Linked DNA regions of Drosophila melanogaster: region 2 is linked to region 1. The links are chromatin contacts, called in public HiChIP or PLAC-seq maps. All regions are on one chromosome and are shown on one strand. Each heading gives the region's core, a stretch centred on a gene start, on an enhancer-like site or on the middle of the called end of the contact. The rest is flanking DNA. Distances are from core to core; before and after follow the strand shown. Region 1 holds the start of Fip1 (Factor interacting with poly(A) polymerase 1). Region 2 holds the start of spartin (spartin,).

Evidence for each region. HiChIP or PLAC-seq counts read pairs in DNA pulled down with a chosen protein or histone mark.
Region 2: a contact with region 1 is called in a Psq HiChIP or PLAC-seq map of the Kc167 cell line, with 4 times the contacts expected there. The contact joins the promoter of spartin here to the promoter of Fip1 in region 1. A contact is called at or near these places in 1 of 1 datasets of contacts at CTCF or cohesin (the Kc167 cell line), 16 of 107 Hi-C or Micro-C datasets (the D17-c3 cell line, the Kc167 cell line, the OSC cell line and 5 more) and 2 of 6 datasets of contacts at active chromatin or transcription factors (both in the Kc167 cell line).

Annotation. Positions count from the first base shown.
Region 1 is chr3R:4,482,837-4,490,626 of dm6, forward strand. Fip1 (Factor interacting with poly(A) polymerase 1) reads left to right here and starts at 2,172. Exons shown (of 4, transcript NM_141219.2): 1 at 2,172-3,695; 2 at 3,760-3,852; 3 at 3,985-4,055; 4 at 4,112-4,841. The coding sequence starts at 2,270. The coding sequence ends at 4,627. sac (sterile affecting ciliogenesis) reads left to right here. Exons shown (of 1, transcript NM_141218.3): 1 at 1-1,379. The coding sequence ends at 1,222.
Region 2 is chr3R:4,651,857-4,659,197 of dm6, forward strand. It overlaps spartin (spartin,), which reads left to right and starts at 2,944. Exons shown (of 4, transcript NM_141228.2): 1 at 2,944-3,223; 2 at 3,662-4,799; 3 at 5,047-5,353; 4 at 5,725-6,129. The coding sequence starts at 3,677. The coding sequence ends at 5,956. Karybeta3 (Karyopherin beta 3) reads left to right here. Exons shown (of 5, transcript NM_079502.3): 3 at 1-37; 4 at 127-1,480; 5 at 1,596-2,768. The coding sequence ends at 2,233.

The DNA.
Region 1 (7,790 bases), core at 922-3,421:
AAACAAGCGATTGAAGGAGGAACTGCGCGAAATCCTGCCTGCCTTTATTACTATTGGACCGTTTTACATAAACGTGGATACAATGAAGCAGTTCATGATAAAGAAGCGCATTGAAGTCGTGAGACGGATATTCGAGTACTATGTGGACCGAATGTATGAGACGAATGAGGTTTTGCTGGACCGTTGCCTGGAGATGTTCCGCAGAATCGCCGAGCGTCCGATTAGCATTGAACACCTGTACGAGATTCGCGACTTTGCGCAGACTGTTCCGGATTTAGTGGATGAGCTTAAGGCTGACATTCAGGTCATGTGGCTGGAGTACGACCTGCTGGATAGCTTCTTTTACAACCTGAGTGACCACCAGTTCGCCATGAAGTGGAACGTGTACGCATGGCCGCACCAGATAATGGTGCGATTATCGACATTGAAGGACGAGCAGAAGGTGGACATCGAGGACTTTCTCCGCCTGCACGCCAGCGAGTGCCAAGCGTTCGAGGAGCGTCTGGAGTCCCTCAACGACGAGGTGCAGGCCTACTCACTGGCGTTTAACACGAACCGCGCACAGGAGACGTCAGTGGACATTAAGAAGACGTGGGCTCTGATTAAGGAGCTCGAGAAGGTCAGCCAAACTCTGCAATTTCGGCAGGAGCTATTTGAGCTGGAGCCACTCTCTGTTGAGTTCCTGGAGAGCATAATCGCTAGCTTCACTCCCTACAAGAACCTGTGGTACGGCTGCGCCAACTTTCTGAAGCTCGAGGACGCTACCTTGGGCAACCCGATAGCGCAACTGGACTTGGAAGATGTGTGGAATAACTTGATGAGGCTTCGCGACGAACTCAACGAGTCAATGAAAATATTTCATGAAAAAGTCGAGATCATGGATGTGGCCAAAACGTTCATTGCAAAGATCGACGATTTCGTTCCAGTTTACAACAGCATTAAGGATATCCGAAATGAGAACTGGATGTACATTCACTGGCAAGAACTAAGCGCGATAACTGGCCAGGAGATTAAGTACTCAGTGGCGATGAACTATCAGTACCTCATTCGTAAGGGCATCTTGGACGTCCTGCCCGAAGTCCACATCATCTCGGAGAAGGCCAACAACGAGGCGGAGGAAATTCGGCGAGCCATCGAGGAAGAAGAGAGGCGAAAGCAGGCCGAATTGAATGCTATGTTGTTGCGCAAACAGCTCCGCAAGTGTCGCCGGGATATACTATAGTTTGTTGTTGAAATCGTTCGTTAGTTCCTGCCCGAAACATTTCTGGGCAGGCTCAGGGCGTGGCTCGACCGGGGTCTTGGATAGTGTTCTGTGTTGTCCTTCTTATATCATTTATTCGTAGAGTAAAATGCTATACTAAAGTAGTCATAAAAGGCGGAAGGAAGCATGTATGTACGACCATATAAAGTATATATACTTTTTACCAGGATCAATAGCCGCTATACAGTCATAGCATATTATAGTCACAGTAGGGTTAATGCAAATCATGGTTAGATCTACAATGATTTAAGATTAGGGGTATGTAATTTCAAGTGAATCTGCTTGGAACACAGAAATGTTGTAAATAACAGTGAGAACTAACATTATTAGCAAATATTAAAACATAACCATTAGGAACATTGAATTTTTCCAAATGAATTAAAAAAGAGCCATTTCCTCACAAAAATTATTTGAACACATCTTGTTGAAACAAGAAATTCTTCTGTTCCCGCCCAAGTTTTGAAACACTGGTAATCAAGATTATCTTAAAAATCCATATCCATAGACTTTTTCATTTAATCTTCTATTAAGACCACTACCAACTACATGGCAAACCGTTACAAAATCAAAATCTCCTTTGAATCTATATCTGCGAAGCATATTGGCGAGGAAGGAAGCTACATACATATGTATGTAGTGTAAGTTATACGACGACGCTTACTCCATTTGGCGGGTATCTGAAACGGAAGCCGTTTAACAAAAGTTTTAATATATTGCTCTAAAAACTCCTATATGTGCTATCGTACAAATCTTTAAATACTTCTAAAAAAAAAACCATATTTATTTTTAATTTTTAAGTTGTTTGGACCTTAATAAGAAATATTTATTTATAAGACATAAAAAAATTATTAAAAAAATGATATTTTTATTGAAACAGAACAGTATTATTATAGTATTTATGGAATTTTTTTATGTATCGGAATGGTCACACTGCTGCGTTGTGTTTCTTGTAAAATTTTTGTCCATCGCAATAGCTGCTGCTTATTTCTGCATTTCTGAGAAACTACAATGGCAGATGACACAAATGAGGACAGCTGGCTGTATGGCACCTCGAATCCTGACTCGACGACCGGCGAGCTGGGCAACGGCGGGGATTCTCTGACGGCGGAGCACGAGTCGGCGGCGGCTGAGGCTCAGGCATTGGCCGAATTGGTGGCCGGCGAAAAGCCGGGCGCTTCGGCCGGAACTAACTCCACTGAAGACTCGCCGCGCTGTCCAAAGGAGGAGGTGCCCGAGTACTCGGAGTTCGACGATCCCGCGCAGGAAATGGAGGAGGACGAGGATGCCTTGCCCAACACGGACAGCAGGAGCAGGAGGGAGCGCGACCGAGAACGGGATCGTGGTCGGTGCGCGGACAGGGCCGACGCCCGATCATCGCCAGACCCAGAGGACGACGAGATGAGCGATGGTCCTGCCGCGAGGAGAGAAAGGAACGGCTCAGGGTCCGATGATGATGAAGACGACGACTCTGACGACGATATCAACGTGGTTATCGGAGACATTAAACAGGCCCCCAGCACCTACAACATCAAGCAGCGACCCAACCTGCTGGCTGGAGGCACTGGTGCTGCCGGAGACAAGGCCAAGCCGGCTGGTCAGGCAGGGAAGTTTAGCATCGAGGACTTCGAAGGTGCCGGCACCATCAACGGAGTGGCCGTGCACGAGTTCAGTATCGATTCGCTTGAGGAGAAGCCGTGGCGAAAGCCGGGAGCGGATATTACCGACTACTTCAACTATGGCTTTAACGAAGAGACGTGGCGCGCCTATTGCGAGCGCCAGAAACGCTTCCGCGTGGCGGAGAGTGGTGTCGGACTGGCCAGCCTCACTCAGAATGTGAATCAGAATGCCCCCATTGGAATCCTCACAGATGGCGGTATGGGCATGGGCCCTCCCGGAATGCACAGTATCCAGTCCATGGTGGGAATGGGCGGTGAAAGCGGCATGCAAATGCCCCCGCCGGGAATGCCGCCGCCTATGATGCAACACCAGTCGCGATCCGGGATGGGATTGATGCAGCGCCCGCCAAGACCCATCTCAACCACAGGCGGCGATAGGGGAGGTGACCGGGAGAGAGCCGTTAAGGAGAACGCCATTCAGGTGATGACCGCCGAGTGCCGCGAGTATTCTCGTGGGGGATTGGGACCCATGGCGCCAAACTTCCCGCTACCCGGCGCCTCTGAGGAACCCTTCTTCCACGAGCCAGAACCCTTTGACTACGGCTATGAGCCCACCCAAGAGTCGCAGTGGAACAATGACAATGCCGGATGGGTACCCAGCGGGATTAAAGAGCTTACTCCTGGTCATGCTCATATGCAACAACCTCCGCCTGGCATGCCGCCTCCTGGGATGAGTGTGCCACCGCCGCAGATGGGCGGTCCACCACCCAATTTGCGCGGCATTATGCCACCCAACATGCGCATGCCGCCAAATATGAGTGCGTTCAGCATATTTATATTTATCATGTCCTGGACCCGGCTTATCTATGTTTTCTCTTGCAGACATGGGACCGCCACCAGGAATGATGATGGGAGGAAATGCCCCGCCACAGATGCGAATGGGTATGGCACCGCCACAGAGATTGGCCATGGGCGGTAAGAACACAACTAACATAATTAAGCTACTCTTACGTCATATTCTTGCAATTTGTTTGTTAAGCTAAATGCTAATCTGACGATCCTAACGCAGTCCTTTTTATGAAAATGCCTTTTTCCTATACGTTTCAGATCGTGGCGCCTACGACGACGATCGTGAGCGCAGGAGGCGCGAGAAGGAAAAACTGTTGAAGAAAGATCAGGTATGTTTTATACATAAATATCAAGTCATGGAATTATAATTATCATTTTTGTACAGCTGAGAAAGGACTTCCTTGACATGCTGCGGGAGCGACATGACATCGAAAGGCACACCAGGTGGTACGATATTAAGAAAAAGTTTGAGGCGGATCCAAGGTACCGAGCCCTGGACTCGTCCTATCGTGAGGAGTACTTCGAAGACTATTTGCACCTGCTGAAGGAAGAGAAGCGCAAGGAACGTGACCTAAAGGAACGTGAACGACATCGCGACAAAGAGCGGTCTCGTGACAAGGACAAGGATAAAGATAAAGAAAAGGACAAAGATAAAGATAAGGATAAGGAAAAAGATAAAGAGAAGGATAAGGACAAAGATAAGGAGAAGGAAAAGGATAAAGAGAGCTCCCGTCGGGAGCGCTCTCGATCTCGCGAAAAGTCCAGCCGTCGCAAGTCCAAGTCCCGTGAGAAAGATCGAAGCGAACGAAGCAGCAAGAGTAGCAGCAGCAATACCGGAGGATCCTCCAGTCGTAGCGAAAAGAAAAAATCGCATCGCAAGGACAAAGAAGAGGACGACTAGCATTTGGTTAGGTACTTTATGGAAGTGAAGCAAGAAGAAATCCACTAAGTTGTAGAACATATTAATAAAAACAAAAATCAAACTAAATGTTTTATAACGCCGTTGGTCAGTTTAAATATATGTACGTTAGGTTTTCAATAATTCAATGTGAATAAGCCCTTAAATTTAATAAAGGTGACATGTGCGATCATGTGGTATTCTTGTGGTATTCTTGATCCGTGTCATCAGACGAGTCGATGGATGTTTGTTTTCAAATTAAAACATCCCAACCCTTTTCTTTTTATTTTTGGGATTAAATTGGCCCACTATATAATATAGTTGGCACAGAAAAAATGGAAAAACACCATTAACGAGATCTCGACGTTCATACGAACGAAGAGAGGGACGTGGGATGGATTGACACTTATTTGCATTTTTCAATACTAAAAATGGGTTATTAACATAAATAATGAAATCACGAAGAAACTATAAATTCAATAATATAGTAATCGAATTAGAAAATTACAGCAACCAAAAATAAAAAATAGTACGGTACAGCCAAACAAATAGTAAAGTATTGATGATAAAAAGGAGTGCAATTAAAGTTACACGCGAGAGGTATATTTTGCCGTTTACCTTTTCAATTATCCTTCTGCTGATAAGAAAGCTAGACAGACAACGATTTGGGCGATGGCAAATGTATTTAGACGCATTTAATTAGTTCGCCTTGATCATTGAAATTTTTTTAAAATTTTTTTTAGATCAATTGAACAATAAATAATTAAATAAATAATATTTGTGTATATCTCTTGTGTTTCGGTACAAAATATCATTGATTTATACAAAATTCCACGGGCAACTGTGTATTACTAAAAAATTAAATATAAAAAAACACACACAACCAAAAAAAAAAACTAAAAAGAACGATGGTTATATTTTACGGAAATTCTACATGTTCTACAAACTCCCCGATCGGTGGTCAAAGATCCGTTGTCAGGGAAAGAACGGTTCGAAGACGTCTTAAGGAAGCCGATTTTGGAACATATGTTAGCAAAGTTATACTATTACGAAATAAGTTAAAGTGCCTCGACTTTGCCAAAAAATTTGTTGGTCAGCCTGCATCATTCTGGAACAATGTTTTGTGGAGCGATGAAAGCTCTTTTGAGTTTCATTGCTCAAAAAATATTTTTTTTGTTAGATTACCGAAACAATATCGAAAAAAAGGGGCACCAGTATGTCAAAGAATATGGGGATGCGTAGCCTTCACTGTCTTGGGAGATTTGGTTCCTGTTGATGGAACCATGAATCAAAGAAAATATTTAGATGTCCTTAATAATCATGCATTGCCCTCTGGTGATAAATTGAGTCCTTCATACTCCAGCATACCAAACTTACGCAGTTTCTGAAAGATGTTTGCGTAAAGACATTGGATTGGCCACTTCAAAGTCCAGACCTCGACATAATAGAAAACCTGTGATCATATATAAAAAAATGTATGTACAAACTTATCTAGAAGTCACGTAGAAACGATTATAAAGCCTTATTGAAGGATATTTCAATAAATTATATCCACAGCTTGGTACAGTCTGTACCAAAACGTCTCCAAAATGTGAAAGACGCTAAGGGAGGGTATATAATTTATTAATGTCTTATAATTTTTTAGTTGACTTTTCTGTTTTTAGTTTATGACATTTAAATAATTTTTCTATATACCTATGCCACTGTTCTTGTCTAAATACTTATGCCCACTTGTGTAGGTTGTACAAAGCACAGCGTACACCCACAATAATGCAAATTTATGCTGATATCTTCAAATCCCTGTGCTACTGTAGGGAGTTAAAACGAAGTTCTCTCGCACATATCGTTAGTCCGCCAAAAGAAAATGACCGCTTATGATGGTGGATAAGAATTCTCTTGCACTGGCGTGGTTTCATAAAAAATAATGACCTTAGGAAATTAATAGGTTTTTACGTACCTATGACAGATGTAGAAAAAGGTACAGTTATATCTGTATAACAGACTTACCACGATGGCGTTCCAACTATAATAACCCTTTCAGTTAAAGAAAACAGAGGAATTGTTTGCAGGCTTCTGAATTTTAATCTGAGTTCCATCCAAACAGTTAACTATTTTTGATTGGAGTGACATTTCGACAGAGTAGCCTGTCTAGCAACGGAATAAATATATTCAGAGCCAGGAGATGATGATCTCATAATTGTTATGTAGCTAATTGTTTCTGTATCACTGTTATTTAATTGTTATTTATATCATTGTTATTGTTATAGCTAACCTTGTTAGCCGGCGAGCCCGAAGGGGTGTATTAATAGAGACCAAGGTCACAAAAGGTTTCTTAGCTACCCAGTATACCTTAATAAAATTATACAAACGAAAAAAAGTTTAAATGAAGATCCCTGGCCACTGAAAGCTGATAGCAGCTAGTAGCAGCAGCAACATGGATTGATTGTGTAGTTAGTTACTTGCGAATGTGGCTTGACTGTCTTCAAAACCTTTTTGAAGCTGAAAAATGGGACATACCTTTCGTCAGTTATATTAAAGACAAATGTATTGCATCTTAGGTGCCTAGATTTTCTCAAGCCCAGCAATATCTGCCTTCTCCTGGCTTCAAAACAAGCAATTGCAAATATATGTATGTTTATGTGTGTATTTATTTGTTTGGATATCCATTAATGTGTTGATTTCGGCGAAGACTACAAATCACATTTTTAATACAAATTACCAATGACACTTACATAAACGGTAAAAGTCTCAATAAACTTGAAATGATTGTTGTTGCAAAGATAAACAAGAGAATATTCCGCGACTATCAGTTACCTGTTACTCAGCTAGTACAAGGGCTACGAAAATTTGAAAAGATTTTTTTGCCATACAAAAACAATGATAAAATTAACAAAAGCTCAACAAACTTTACAAAAGTGTGACCGTAACAGTTTTAGACGGTTTGTGGGTGATACGGTGGGCGTGGCAATGTTCTAAAACAACCTTGCGCATCGTGTGCGTCACTAAAAAATGCATGAAGTCTATTAACTGGGCACCATATTCTCTTCCTTATTTGCCTTAATTGACATAATAATTGTCGTAAATTTGAGCAGCCATTTATGACAAAACTAAAATATTCAGAACAAATTATATACAAATTATATATACGGAAAATTAAAATTAAAAA
Region 2 (7,341 bases), core at 1,694-4,193, 170 kb after region 1:
CTTTGCACAGACCTTCGAGAAGAAGTTCCACAGCCAGGTGAGTCTTAAATTGCAACTGCTTTATCAACTTTCTAATAAGCAATTGAAATTAATTAAATGCTTAACAATTTTCCCTTGTTTCGCCAGGTGATTCCCGGCCTCTTGTCTCTTTTGGATGACGTGGAAAATCCGCGAGTGCAAGCACACGCAGGTGCCGCTCTGGTGAACTTCAGCGAGGACTGCCCGAAAAATATATTGACACGCTACCTGGACGGGATCATGGCCAAGCTGGAGACTATTCTGAACTCGAAGTTCAAGGAGCTGGTGGAGAAGGGAAACAAGCTGGTACTGGAGCAGGTAGTGACGACAATTGCATCGGTTGCAGACACCTGCGAATCGGAATTTGTGGCCTACTACGATCGCCTAATGCCATGCCTTAAGTTCATCATCCAGAACGCCAACTCGGATGATCTCCGCATGCTTCGCGGCAAGACCATTGAATGCGTGAGCTTGATAGGATTGGCGGTGGGGCGGGAGAAGTTTATTGGTGATGCCGGAGAAGTCATGGATATGCTGCTGGTCAATCACACCGAGGGGGGGGAACTAGCTGATGATGATCCGCAGACCTCCTATCTCATCACTGCCTGGGCACGTATGTGCAAAATCCTTGGCAAGCAATTTGAGCAATATCTGCCCCTCGTTATGGGACCAGTGATGCGAACGGCCACCATGAAGCCTGAGGTGGCGATGCTGGACAACGACGAGGTGGAGGACATCGACGGTGATGTGGACTGGTCTTTCATTAATCTTGGCGAGCAGCAGAACTTCGCCATTCGCACGGCTGGCATGGACGACAAGGCTTCGGCCTGTGAGATGCTGGTTTGTTATGCTAGGGAACTAAAGGAAGGATTTGCCGAATACGCTGAGGACGTGGTGCGTCAAATGCTGCCCATGCTTAAGTTCTACTTCCACGACGGTGTCCGCACAGCTGCTGCTGAGTCGCTGCCTTACCTTCTCGACTGCGCAAAAATTAAGGGTCCACAGTATCTGGAGGGCATGTGGATGTTCATTTGTCCGGAGCTGCTCAAGGTAATCGTCACGGAACCGGAGCCAGACGTGCAGTCGGAGCTGCTGAATTCGCTGGCAAAATGCATTGAGACATTGGGTCCGAATTGCCTTAACGAGGATGCCATGAAACAAGTTCTCGAGATTATAAACAAGTATGTTCTGGAGCATTTCGAGCGTGCTGACAAGCGTTTGGCGGCTCGCAATGAGGAAGACTACGACGACGGTGTGGAGGAGGAGCTGGCCGAGCAGGACGACACAGATGTTTACATCCTTTCCAAAATCGTGGACATTACACACGCCCTTTTCCAGACCAACAAGGCTCAGTTCTTACCCGCCTTTGAACAGGTGGCTCCGCACTTTGTCAAGCTACTGGAGCCCAGCCGACCTGTAGCTGATCGGCAGTGGGGCTTATGCGTGTTCGATGATCTGATCGGTGAGTTGGTTTTCTTAATTGAGTTTTGCAGTTCAATAGTACCGCCGATACCTTCAAACATCAAATCATTTGTGCCACCATAAAACTAAAGACTTGTATTCTCATTTACCTACAGAATTTTGTGGCCCCGCTTGTGCTCCATACCAGCAGATCTTTACGCCAGCCCTCGTCCAGTACGTGTGCGATAAGGCCCCAGAAGTGCGCCAGGCGGCTGCCTACGGATGCGGGGTGCTCGGCCAATTCGCTGGTGAGCAGTTTGCGCATACATGCGCCCAGATCATTCCACTGCTGGTGCAGGTCATCAACGATCCCAAAGCCCGCGAAATCGAGAACATCAGTCCGACAGAGAATGCGATCTCGGCGTTTGCTAAGATCCTCAAGTACAACAACTCGGCGCTGAGCAACGTGGACGAGCTGATCGGTGTTTGGTTCTCATGGCTGCCGGTGTCCGAGGATTCGGAAGAAGCCGCCCACATCTATGGCTACCTATGCGACTTGATTGAAGGCAACCATCCGGTCATTCTTGGGGCAAACAACGGCAATCTGCCGCGCATTGTCTCCATCATCGCTGAATCCTTCTGCACCAAGGTGGTTGAGGCGCAGTCCGCCACCGGCACTCGTATGCTCACTATCGTCAAACAAGTGGAATCGAATCCGGAGGTAATGGCTGCTTGTGCCAGCACCTTGAGCCCGGAACAGCAGCAGGCGCTGCAGGATGCCTACCGGGAGCTGGCAAACGTGGCTCCCGCCTAAGATATCGCAATCCCAATCCTCTTCAGACCAAGTCCATTCATGTCGACCAAGCCAAGAAAGGAACGATGGATGCTTCAGCTACTCGTTATCATTATTTTTCATCTTACCGAAATTTTGAAGTATATGTTTAACACATAGATATCCATTTATACAGATATACATTTATGTGTACAATAGAGTTATCCGGGTATATAATTCTATACATATTGTGATTTTAATCAAAACTCTTCTCCCGAAGACAAAAGTCTGCCTCGTTAGAATTTGATATGTTGTATGGATGCGATCCAAATGCCATCCCAATCACACCCAAATTCCAATAGAATATTTTCGTTACTCAAATTTTCATATGTTTAATACATATGTGTGTATATACGGCCCTAACGGCCGCCTCTCCCTGCGGGGAAAACAGGATGTAAACGTTGTCCGAATCGAACGAAATATAATTTTGTGCATTCAAACCAGGATCGACAAATATATTTAAAGGAATAACATTTATTGTATTTTAAACATGATAAAAACGAAATAAATAACAAGTAAATCGATATTTTAATTGCCACGAGCTTATGTTTTAGTATTGCTTTTTATTATTAACCATTCATTCAATTTCAAATTCGATTCCCGCAAAAGACTTTTCAAAAGTCGTTGTGGCAACTCTGTCTGTGGCAGTGAACATGCAGAGGCCTCCTAAACAGCTGATCTGATTCGCAATGGAAAGTAAGCAAATCAAAACAAAGATGGAAAAACTTGGAACATTCAACTCGAATGGAAAACACACATTTTAACATGTTATTTACGAATTTAAGTGATATTAGGCAAACGATATTCTCACTTTAAAGGTGTGCGACTAAACAGGAGCAGAAAATAATTCGTAAAATTAGTGAGAAAATAGCGAAAGAGAGCGTTTCTCTGTTTGCTTTCTAAATCATTAGGTGACTTGGTGGGCAAAGTGCAGATTAAACGCTCAGAATCAGACGAAACCAAAACCCAAAGGTGAGTGAGTGCAACAGGTAGACGGTGAGTGCAGCGGAAGGGCGGATGCGGTTTCGTTGGCCACAGTTCAATTTAGAGCAGCTGCAGGAGAAGATGTAAAAGCGCGTCATTCCCACTTTGGTGACGCATTTTGGTCACCCTTTTAGTTGGTCGCGGTTGCCCGCCTCGTCGGGATGTATCTCTGCCAGCAAGTTCGTTTACAATATCTTAAATCTCACGAATATTAACAAAATATGTAGTAATTTGCACTATAAGACTTACACAGAACTTTGCGAAAGGGGGATTCATAAGAATAAAGACAGCACATAGAACATGTATACTAACTAAACCATAAATAACCATAGTCATTGACTTTAATAGATTCTTAGTTCTACATACTAAAGTTTTGAGGGCTTTGGTTTTTTGTATAGTATCTAATGTTTCTGTGCTGTTTCTTAGGTATTAAAGGCCGCGATGGCGGAGGAGGAAAGCGAATTCCTGGAGGCCTATGCTGGCATCAGAACAGCCTACAAAGCGGCCATGACTCAGGTGGACCTGGCCGTAAGTCACGAGGAGCAGGAATCCCCCGGCCAGGCCATTGTGGCCTATGAGCTGGCCCTGCGTATGATAGAGGACACCTTCGGCATTCCAGTAGGTCTTCCCAACAAGATCGACACCGTGCAGGCGGAGTGGAACGACGCCTGTGCGCTGATCCAAAAGCTCAAGAGCGCCGAAACGGAATTGAGATACCGCCTCAAAGTTCTGCGATCCCAGAAACAATCCATTGATGATTCAGCCGTGGAGGCCACGGAGGAAAGTCGAGCAGAGATGGATACAAAAAGGCCGCCGTTGCTGGCGGAAAACCCCTCCACGCAATATGGCATAGCCAATGCTAGCGGAGCACCAAAAACCTACAGAGAGCTCGCTGCCGGCTTGCGGGAGCTCTTGGCTGTTCGGGACGCCAAAGTCTTGCTCGATGAGCTCTTCCGTGCACAGGTCAAAATGTACCGAATCGAAGCCAGTGGATCAGTAACCACCATAAGCGGCTCGTCAACTATGTCATTGGTAATGTGCACCGTGGGTGGCAAATGGAAGTACCTCAGTGGCATCTACTTCATTCAGTGCTCCATGCCAAATGAGGGGACTGCAGGGATTTGGCTTTACCCCCTGGTTCCCTCGATCACAAACTGCTACCAAACAGAGTACGGAGCCTTTATTTTTCCTGATATGGAGTGCCAGCAGCCGGGCAATGCATTTGGTTTGATGCTAACGAAGGAGGGCCAGACATCGCGCACGGAGGACGAACTGGAGGATCTTCAGCAGTTCTTTCTTGACCTGTTGGAGGCCGTACTCGCTGGCACGGTAGTGCAGCTGAAATCGCCGACCTCCCAACGTGCTGGCCTAGCTTCAGATACCGTTTCCGGGTCGGAGCAGGTGTCCAGACACATTGTAAGTGCGGCTGATTTCATTGCTAGTAACCTGGTACGGGGCGCCGAGAAGACAGGAGGCTTTATGCTTAGGAGTACTCCGTATATCATTTCCAAGATGACGCCAGCCTCGATGGATGCTCAGGTGCCCAGCTCCGTCCAAACTTCAGGTGAGTTAGTTCCAAATAGGGAAGAGCTGTATTTAGGGCGGAAGTATGGTAGCTTCCGAATGAGCATGTAACGATAAAATTAGAAGATAAGATTCGAAGTCGAAGATGTGATCGTCACTACACTTCCACCTCGATCGGAGTTTGTGCTTGTGTTTGATAATCATGTTAATCAATGGTTTGGAAATGTGCAGATTACATATAAGATAGATCTAATGTATCTTATGTTGTAACCTTTTGTTCATTATAGTTGAGGTGGCCCAAAAAGTGACGCACGCCGCAGCCGGAATGACAGGATGGATAGCTGGAAAGGTGGGCACTGCTTCAATGGCAGTCGGCCGCTACCTGGCTCCCCACATTCAGGAGCAAGGCTCTAAACTGCTGCAGAAGGGATTTGGCTACGACACCAGCGAGGCTAATAGCACCATGGAGGGCGCCATGACCATCGCGGCAGGAGCCGTGGAAGGAGTGAGCACCGTATTCGATGGCCTCGAGACTTCCGCCAAGATCCTAGGCTCCAGCCTCAGTGAAAACTCCGTCAAGATAATCGAACACAAGTGGGTTGGCTTTGGCTTCTTAATGCTTATGCAGTTTTGTAACAGATGTCATTACGAATTTTCGTCCGAATTGAAAGTAATCACTTAGGCTGGCAACGGTTTATTCAATTTAAATATATCTGAGATTTAAGTTATGCGCAATGTGCAGAGGATCGCAAAAATGATCAAGGATCGGGAAATGTTACTCAAGCTTGCACACAAAGAAAAGTTTTATAACTTGTTGTGAATCGTCTCAAATATGTAATGCTACTAAAGGTCTACTAAGATCTAGATATTCATTTTGGGTTTCTTTCGCCTTCGAAAAAGAAAAACATATAGTGCGGGCATTTTTAATATTTCATATATTTACATATATTTATTTGCTATTTCAGATATGGCCAGCAGACGGGGAATCTGGCTAGTGGCACCTTTGACACGGTGGGCAACGTTTTCGTGGTCAGTCAGAACGTGAACTACATAACCCCGAAGGGCATTGCCAAGAAAATGGTCAAACGAACAGGAGAAGCTGTGGTCAGTGACTACAAGCGAGACTTACGCAAATCGGAATCTCATTATATTAATGCCGGATCTCTTTATCCGGATCTTCGAGCTTTGAAGGAATAGCGGGAAAACCAAAGGAATTTATCACATGTTATTATTATTATTATTATTATTATTATTATTATTATTATTATTATTATTATTATTATTATTATTATTATATTGAAATATTTATATGCCATTTATAGCTTCTAATTAAAAGAAAAAATATAAATAAATATTATGTTCAATAACACATAAAAAAGATATTTCGAAAGATTTTGCATCAAAACCTTATTTTAGTGTTCAAAAATGCTTTACTTTTGTATTTGTAGATAAACCGAAGCTAGAAAGTATTAAAAAGAAAAATGTTTAATTCACTTTGTATATTTGTATAACCTAAATTCTAGCTTCCTAGCACTCCAACCGCTAAGTATCGGGTATCTTTTGTTTTTAAATTAAAATGTCCTGATTTTTGATACACAACTCAGTCCTCTTTCACTAATTTAAAAGAATTAACAATTTTAGCAAGGAATTTAGTATGAACGTACCATGTAAATTGTGAACAAATGTTGATCTAAGTATCTTTAGATTGACGATCAATAAAAAGCCGTCTAATTTAGCGGCTTTAAATCCTCGTAAGTACTGTCATAGCTTCCGATCGCCTGAAGTTACAGACTTTTGAATCTTATATTGTTGAAAAGGTTATGTTATTTGCATTATTTCCTAACCATTTCCTAAGACTCTATATAGCTATCTTATTCCTTATTCTTTTTTCCTATCTTAAAAAGCACTCTGATCAAGCAAAAACTTTGCGGAACGAGTCAAATTTTATATAAACAAGTTAGGAATTTATATAACGAGCGATGAACCCCACATATATACTTTGGCGAAATATGGTAAAACTTCACGTTTTGTTTTATACACGAGATATAGAATGTGATATTCTATAGGTCCTAAGTGTCATATATCAAGGAGCCCATATATTTAGTTAGGGTTCAGCTCCCGAATCAGAACATAACATAACATGAATGACTATAACCCCTATTGTTGGTAAAACTTTCTCCTAGACTATATTTACATTTACCTTATTATAGTCCTTTTATCCTATTAATATTTATATTAGGAGAATATAGGAATATGTATACTCATATTATTGTCAAAATCATATGAATACATTTTTTTATATATATTTATTAAAAAGAATCCGTACATAATTATATTGTATCTTAGCATCACAGGGTGGAGATTTATTCTTAAGAATTACCAGTCGATATATAAAAAAAGTAAAGTAAATGAATACATTTGTTTTCAAACGTTAGCTCTCGTGCGAGTTCCATTCTGAAAATAGGAATGGGTGTTTAAATCCTCACATGATTAGTGAGAGGTTTGGTTTTATCATTTATATGTTAATTGCGCTGTTATGTTGCTATTGCTGCATTGTATGGATTCATCGCTTCTAAATAAAT